2 separate regions of the Sus scrofa genome follow, and region 2 is linked to region 1. Evidence: chromatin contacts called from public HiChIP or PLAC-seq data. All regions are on one chromosome and are shown on one strand. Each heading gives the region's core, a stretch centred on a gene start, on an enhancer-like site or on the middle of the called end of the contact. The rest is flanking DNA. Distances are from core to core; before and after follow the strand shown. Region 1 holds the start of TRPV3 (transient receptor potential cation channel subfamily V member 3). Region 2 holds the start of TRPV1 (transient receptor potential cation channel subfamily V member 1).

The links. HiChIP or PLAC-seq counts read pairs in DNA pulled down with a chosen protein or histone mark.
Region 2: a contact with region 1 is called in an H3K27ac HiChIP or PLAC-seq map of alveolar macrophages. The contact joins the promoter of TRPV1 here to the promoter of TRPV3 in region 1. A contact is called at or near these places in 1 of 47 Hi-C or Micro-C datasets (epiblast stem cells) and 1 of 2 datasets of contacts at active chromatin or transcription factors (alveolar macrophages).

The regions. Positions count from the first base shown.
Region 1 is chr12:49,670,025-49,673,825 of Sscrofa11.1, reverse strand. It overlaps TRPV3 (transient receptor potential cation channel subfamily V member 3), which reads left to right and starts at 2,155. Exons shown (of 18, transcript XM_013981215.2): 1 at 2,155-2,369.
Region 2 is chr12:49,707,738-49,711,538 of Sscrofa11.1, reverse strand. It overlaps TRPV1 (transient receptor potential cation channel subfamily V member 1), which reads left to right and starts at 1,905. Exons shown (of 18, transcript XM_013981216.2): 1 at 1,905-2,496. LOC110256094 (a long non-coding RNA gene) reads right to left here and starts at 1,978. Exons shown (of 2, transcript XR_002337323.1): 1 at 1,891-1,978.

The DNA.
Region 1 (3,801 bases), core at 906-3,405:
TGACTAAGGGGTCAGAGCGACTCAATGGCCTGGGGCCACCCAGTGGGCTGCAACTGGACTTGGCCGAGCATCTCTGATGCCTCCTGGAGTTTAGACATTGCCCGAGCTTGTCACCACTCCTTGAACCTGCCTGGTCTCTCGCTTCCGAGTCCCTGCTCGTGGTTCTCCCCGTGTGGACCGTCTTCCCCCTTCCCAAGTCCAACCCAAACGCTCCCTCTTCCCTGAACCCCTCCTCCACCTCCTCATTAGAGGCACTTCCTCTTTCTCGGTGGCCTCAGCCCTTTTTGTCCTTGTAACCTGACCAGTGGCATCAGGGTCCTTGCCGGAACCTGGCTTCCGTGTGTCATACAGCTCCTTGAGGGTGGAGACCAGCTTCCCCAGCTCTGAACCTCCCTCTGGCTCCGGGCTTCCCTGCTTTGTCTCCCACCATGTACTCTCAGGATGTGTTGGATTAAACGGGATTGAATGCCGATCCGCCCCTGTGCACACACAGTGCGGGGGTGGCGGTGGGGACGCTCCCCTTTCTCCTCGCTGGGCACGCTGCCTGGCATTGGGTGGGAGATAGGGGCCTTTTTAACCAGGCTGGCCTTTAGGAAAACATGCTAACACAAGGCAAAATGCAGATGCTGAAATTGGGCAACAGGCTCACCCTGAGGGTTGGAGGAAGTCAGCCAGAAGCAGCTGGGAGGGGTGAGGGGCTGAGTCAGAGGGGCCATTAATGGAGCAACAGAGGGCGGATTATGCTTGATCCAACACTGAGCTTTAATGTAGGAGTTTCAGGCAGTGATGAAGTTGGGATTCTGTGCTTGGAAACATTGGCGCCTATTAACTTCAAAAGCAGCCCCTGTGTTCGCCACACCTGAAGCCTGTTGGCCAAGGAGTAGGTCTTCTGCCCTTACAGGCCACAGGTCCTGCTGTTCCTTGGTCAGAGGCCGGATCTGCCTTCTGCCTCTGCCCAGGCCTGGCAGGTCATGGTAACCAGAAAGCCAGGGGCTTGCCCGCAAGGCCGCCAAGGATGTCCCTGCCCCATTAGTTGCTGATGCTGTCACAGTGCGCAGAGACTTCCTGCTCCATCCTAGTCCTGCCTGGCCTGCTGCTGGAATAGGTGTGTAATTCCTGAGTGAGCAGGGCCACCCCAGCCTTGCTCCACCGGCTTCACAGCTGTGGCCTGGCCAGGAGGGAGTCTGCCCTGACTCGTGGGCCTTGGAGGCATGTAGCCTGGCGGTTGCTGAGAGAATGAATTGCAAGTCAAAACCAGGAACAGGTGTTAAATAGTTGTCACTCTTGGATTTCCATTGTGGCTCAGCGGGTTAAGAGCCCGACTAGTATTCATGAAGACACAGGTTCAATCCCTGGCCTCGCTCAGTGGATTGAAGAATCCAGTGCTGCCGTGAGCTGTGGTGTAGATGGCAGATGCAGCTTAGATCTGGCGTGGTTGTGGCGTAGGCTGGCAGCTACAGCTCTGATTTGATCCCTAGCCTGGGAACCTCCATATGCCATGGGCATGACCCTAAAAAGAAAAAAAATAAAAGTTACACACACAAAAACATCTGTCACGGTTTACTGAGTCCTTTCTGTGCTCTGGGCCTTGTTTTAGCCTTCCTGTGTGTTCTTTCATGTAAGCCCTCTGGTAACTCTGCAAGCAGGGTTTAAAATGCACACTTCACAATGAAGAAACTGGGGCTTGCGAGAAATGACTTGCCCAAGGTCAATGGCCTAGAGGTAAGACAGCCAAGGGGTGAGGTTTATGGTGCAAAATTTCTGGTGGGAAGCATTGAACGGGGACGTCCTCTGTCTCTGAAGGGACTTGATCTCAGATTTTGAAGGCTGGGTATTGAGCTTGGGGGCTGGCCACCGTGGGGTCAATGGGGCCAGCTCTGGCTGTGGCCTTGCCTCTCAGGGGTTGAGGCAGAGCATTCAACCTTTCATTCGGCCCTCCCGTGAGCAGGATCTCTGACGTCTCACAGGGTCCTTGGGAAGCAGGTGTTATGAAGCCCATAATGGGAAACCTCAAATTGAGAGGAGGGAAGACCTGGGACCAGAACTTAAGCTTTGGCACCTGCTGCCTCCCTTGCCTTCTCCTGGGTTAGGGTGAGGCTGCGCCGTGGGTGTGGGGGGTGAATCAGGCAGGACACGTGGGCTGTGCGCAGGCGCTGCAGCTGGGGCTGGTGGGCGTGGCCAACCTGGCTCCGAGTGCAGGTGGCCCAGCCAGTTTTGCCTCTGATGCCTCATTCCAGCCATCCCTCTGCCTACGATGAGAGGATGAGAGTCTCTTGCCACCTCAACTGTAGTCCCACCAGGGGCCTATGGGCCCCGGACATGCCGTGATCTGAGAACAAGGGCAGCTGCGGCCACCCCGGCATCCTCAGGTGAGTCTTTGCCGCATGGGGAGCCTGTGCCCTCCGAGGCCCCAGGGAGCCCAGAGTAAGGCGCTCAGGGGTCCATTTACAGCCAAGCCTGCCCTTTGCTGATCGGCCTCAGGGGAAGGTTGGGAGAGAGCTTGGACCTCCAGCAGGGGAAACAAAGCTGACATGGGCTCGTGGCCACCGGGAGAGTGGGAGAGAGAGCACAGGTTCTGAAGGACCTGGGAAATGTTCCCTGAGGTTTGGGGATCTTGGGGAGGGGGGACACTCAGCTGTCCGGAGCCGAGGGGAGGCTCCTGGCTCCCCAAGCCGGCCCCAGGGTGATGGGAGCTCAGGCTGGGATGAGGTGGCCCCAGAGCTTGAGAAGGACGGGGCCCAGGCATCTCAAATGGATTGACCCCACCACCACTCACCCCCTCACAGCAGGCCCTGGACGGGGGGTGGGCCCTGTGACACCCAGGCCTGGTCTGTTTCCAAGGAAAGGCCATTGCAGTCAGTAGCAGGGCTTGAGAGGCACTTCCCAGGTGGGGACACCAATCCCAGAGAGAGGGAGGACCTGACCTGCGAGAGAGTCCAGCAGGTGAGCATGCAGGTTTATGGGGTGACTCAGGGAGCTAATTATAGCTGCTGTAGTTCCCAGCCAGAGTTCTCCCGACCCTCCCCTGCCCTGGCTGCTCAAGATGGCCCCTCACTCACAAGTCAGGGCAGAGAGCGTGGAGCAGCCAGTGGTCACAGGTGAGAGACATAGGGTCCTTCAGGACCGTTCAGCTCATTTCTCAGAAGGGAAAACAGAGGCCCAGGGAGAGGCAAGGGACCGATCCTCCATCCCTCCCCTCCAGTGCTGGCCCAGCCCAGCCTTTAGCCCCATCTGTCCACAGGTCACTTTGGGCTGAGGGAGGGGGTGGAGGCCTCCTGTCCTTGTCAGGCTGTGACCGTGGATGCAGCCAGGGACCACGTGCTGATGATTCCCTTCCCACAGGATGCCCGAGGCCCCGGCTCAGAGCCTCCTGCCACCAGGTGCCTACACCCCAGGGCCAGCGGCCTCCCCGGATGACTCTCCTCTCAAAGGCTGCTCATGTTTAGTGGGCTGGGGGCTGAGGGGTGAGGCTCTCCCATATCCAAGCCTCACTGCAGTCTGAAGACAACCCCATTCAGACGCTTCCTCCAGGGAGCTCTCCTTTCTGCGTCAGGATCATCAGTGGTCCCAGTGCCACCCTGCCCAGCTGGGCTCTTCTTCCAGAAATCACCCCACTCCCTGGTCCCGGTGACTCTGAGGGTGGCTCAATCAGAGAACAGTCCCTCCTGGCTGCCGTCACCTGCTGTCCACCTCATCCCCCACAGCCAGCCCTCCACCCCCCATCCTGCCGGCCCCCGTGGCAGCTCCTTCTAGCCTCTGGTCACCTCCATGTCCCATGTACTGTCTCCTATAGAACCCAGA
Region 2 (3,801 bases), core at 656-3,155, 38 kb before region 1:
ACTGTTAGCCATCTGGATCTGGGGCCCCTGAAGCTGTTTAAAATTTGAGAGACTGGAGATCCCTGATGGCCTCGTGGTTAAGGATTTAGCATTGTCACTGCTGTGACTCAGGTTCAGTCTCTGGCTTGGGAATTTATGTATGCTGCGGGCACAGCCAAAAAAAAAAAATTTGTGAGGCAAGACACATAAGTCAGTACAAGATTAAGAAATCTCAGTGCAAGATTTAGAAAACTCACGATGGTACAACCACTATGGAAAACAGTATCGAGGTTCCTCAGAAAACTAAAATGTAGAACAACCATATGACCCAGCAATCCCATTCCTGGACATATATCCAGACAAAATTTTCACTGAAAAAGATACATGCACCCTAACGTTCAAAGCCCTATTCACAATAGCTAAGACATGGAAACAGCCTAAATGTCCATCTACAGATGAATGGATTAAGAAGGTGTGGTACCTATGCACAGTGGAAAACTACTCAGCCGTAAAAAAGAATGAGGTAATGCCATTTGTAGCAACATGGATACAACTACAGATTCTCATACCAGGTAAAGTAAGTCAGAGAGAGAAAGACGAATACCATACAGTATCACCTCTACGTGGAATCTAAAACAGGCGTTCCTGTTGTGGCTCAGTGGAAACAACTCTGACTAGTATCCATGAGGACGCAGGTATGATCCCTGGCTTCACTCAGTGGGTTAAGGATCCAGCATTGCCGTGAGCTGTGGTGTCGGTCATAGATGCAGCTTGGATTCCTCATTGCTGTGGCTGTGGTGTAGGCTGGCAGCAGTAGCTCCGATTTGACGCCCCCAGCTTGGGAACCTCCATATGCTGTGGGCGCGGCCCTAAAAAGCCAAAAAAAAAAAAAAAAAAAGGCACCAATGAACCTATCTACAGAACAGAAACAGACTCACAGACATGGAAAACATACTTGTGGTTGCCAAGGGGAGGAGGAGGGAGTGGGATGGACGGGGAGTGTGGGGTTGGTAGATGCTGACTATTACATTTAGAATGGATGAGCAGAGAGGTCCTACTGTATCGCACAGGAAACTATACCCAATCTCCTGGGAGAGAACATGATGGGAGATAATAGGAAAAAAAGAATATATATATATATATGGGGGTCACTTTGCTGTACAGCAGAAATATATAGAATATATATTTCTGAATAATAGGAATATATATAGAATATATATATTCTGATAATAGGAAAAAAGAATATATATATACATACATATATATATATATATATATATATGGGGGTCACTTTGCTGTACAGCAGAAATTGGCATCACATTGTAACTCAACTCTTCTTTAATTAAAAAAAAAAAACAACTAACCACAACAGCATAAGAAAAACTCAGGACAAGACTAGCGGTGTTGTTCCTGTCCTTGGGTGAGTCTCAGGCATCTGCAGTGGGGCCTTTAGCACCCTCCCCGGGGCTGGGACCAGCACCCCTTGCTTCCTTCCCACCTGGTTCCTCTGGTTCCTCTGGAGGCGCCAGGCTGACAGTTCCCAACTTTGGTAATTAGGCTTTTTTCAGCACATGGGCGTTTGCTGGTCCCTCGTTGTGCTAGAAAGTCTGGCTTCAAAGATGAGAGGCTGGGGTCCCGAGTGGTTGAAGAAAATAGAGTCGGTTCCTATTGCCAGCGTCAAGGGCTCAGTTGACGTCCGTGTGCCCCGTGGCGGTAACACATACACACCGAGAGAAAGCACCGTGGTCGTTAGTGATGTGAGCAGTTTCGGCCTGGGTCCCACCAGACGTGGCCCGCCACCTGCTCTGGGACCTCCGGCACCTTCCTGTGCTGCCTCTCGTCCCCATCCGACCCGAGCGTGGAGAGGCACCCCCCACCCAGAAGTCATCATTAAAAAATGAATCTACTTACAAGGAGTTCTAATGGGTACATCATTACATAGATCCAAGAACACCGTGTTTCAAATTATGGCCCGGAAACCACACTGATGGTGGTGAGGCCCAGCCCTGAGGTCTCGTCCCAACACCATTTTATGAGCTTTAGTGGAACCACTCAGCGCAGGTGCTGTTTCGATAAAGCCAGGCCAGCATGCACCTTTGGGAGCAGCACGGAACGACGCTTGGCGAAGGGAAATGGAGGGGGCCGGAGTCTGTCTCGTCCTGGAGCTATTAAAATCTGCAAAGCCCGATGCAAACAGCAGAGAAGTGCAAGCTCAAATTTTAGGAGGCGCCAAGTGAGAGCAGCACAGCTGTCAGTATTTGGCAGGGTACCTAGCCTGTGCCTCGCATGCCTCATCTGTAAAGTGGGGACAAAATCGTACTCACCTGTGAAACTCTGTGAGGGTCTGATGAGCTAGAGCCTCTAAAGTGCTTATCCCAGAACCTGTTTTTCTGCCTGCCATTGCGGTGGTCACTGGGGTCAAAGGTACCACGCATGTGTCCCAGGAAGGCAGAGTTTGGAAGAGGTGGCATCTGAATGATAGAATCTCAGCATCCATAGGTCTCACCAGCCCCCTAGGTCGTCATGATGAGATAAGTGGCATGGATGTTGGGCAGATGGAAGGCAGGGGAAGGCCTGGAGGCAGGCACCGTGAGTGCGGCAGGGGAGCAGATGTGTCTAGGGGACAGGAGAGGGTGGGCCAGTGGGAGAGGGGACTGGGGCTGGGGTCTCAGGGCGCCGAGTGCAGCGGTGGGGCCTGGATTGATAAGGAGGCATGATCGGGACCATGGATTGGGAGGTGGTGGGTGGGGGAGGCCCTTCTGGGGCTTCCCGTGAGAAGGAAGGGCTGCCGGCCGCAGTGAAGGATGAATATGAACCACAGAAATGTAGCCCAGAGAGCGAGGACAGAGAAGGCGAGGGCGAAGAGGACAAAGCACACCCGCCTTGGGGACCAGAAGAAGGATGGTGCCTTTACAGGCGGGAATGTTGGGGGGCGGTGGAGTGTGGAGGGGAAAGAAGTCCATCCTGGGAGGTGCTAAGGGAAGGGGTTTGTAGTCTTTAACTGGAGGTTGCGGGAGGCGGGGATGGAGCGCCAGCGAGAGGGCTGGCTGGACACCGGGGAGTGGAGTCACTGGCTTGGGAAGGTCAGATGCTTCTCAGGGGTGGGGGTCTCAGGGCGGGGAAGGTGGGAGTAAGGGTCCCGAGGAGCCTCTGCGTGTAGGGGAAGGGCTTGGCGAGGAGAGGCAGCCAAGGAGACGGAGAGGCGCTGTCAGGGAAGGAGGACAAGGGCCCGGCGTGTCCCCTGCAGCGTTCAGAGCATGCGCAATACCACGTAGCTTCTGGGATGCCAGCCCCCAACAGCTCAGTTACAAAAGGGGACACGTTTAGTGATGGGTGTTGTCCTCACCAGAGGCCGAAATCACCTAGGAGGCTAAGGTGACAGTCCTGGCGGAGAAGTGACTCTTCCCTTTCCCAGACCTTGCTTCTGGGCTGGCCAGTTCTCTCAGCCTTTCTCAGATGTCCTCCACGCATGCCTGGGGGCTGCCCACGGCTGAGACCCGGGCCTGGCCCAGGCAGCATCTGGCACAGCATGTCACAGTCTCTGTACTGAGGTGTATTTAATGCTTCTGAACTGTACACCTAAAAGTGGTTAAAATAGTAACTTTTTTCCCCCTTTTTTTTTTTGGCTGCCCTGCGGCACATGGAGTTCCCCAGCCAGGGATTAGATTCAAGCCACGGTTGCGACCTAAGCTGCAGCTGCGACAACCCTGGATCCTTCATCCCCTGTGCCTGGGCCAGAGCTCGAACCTGTGTCCCAGCACCAAACACAGTCAGTCCCATTGTGCCCATTGCAGGAACTCCTAAAATGGTCACTTTTATGTT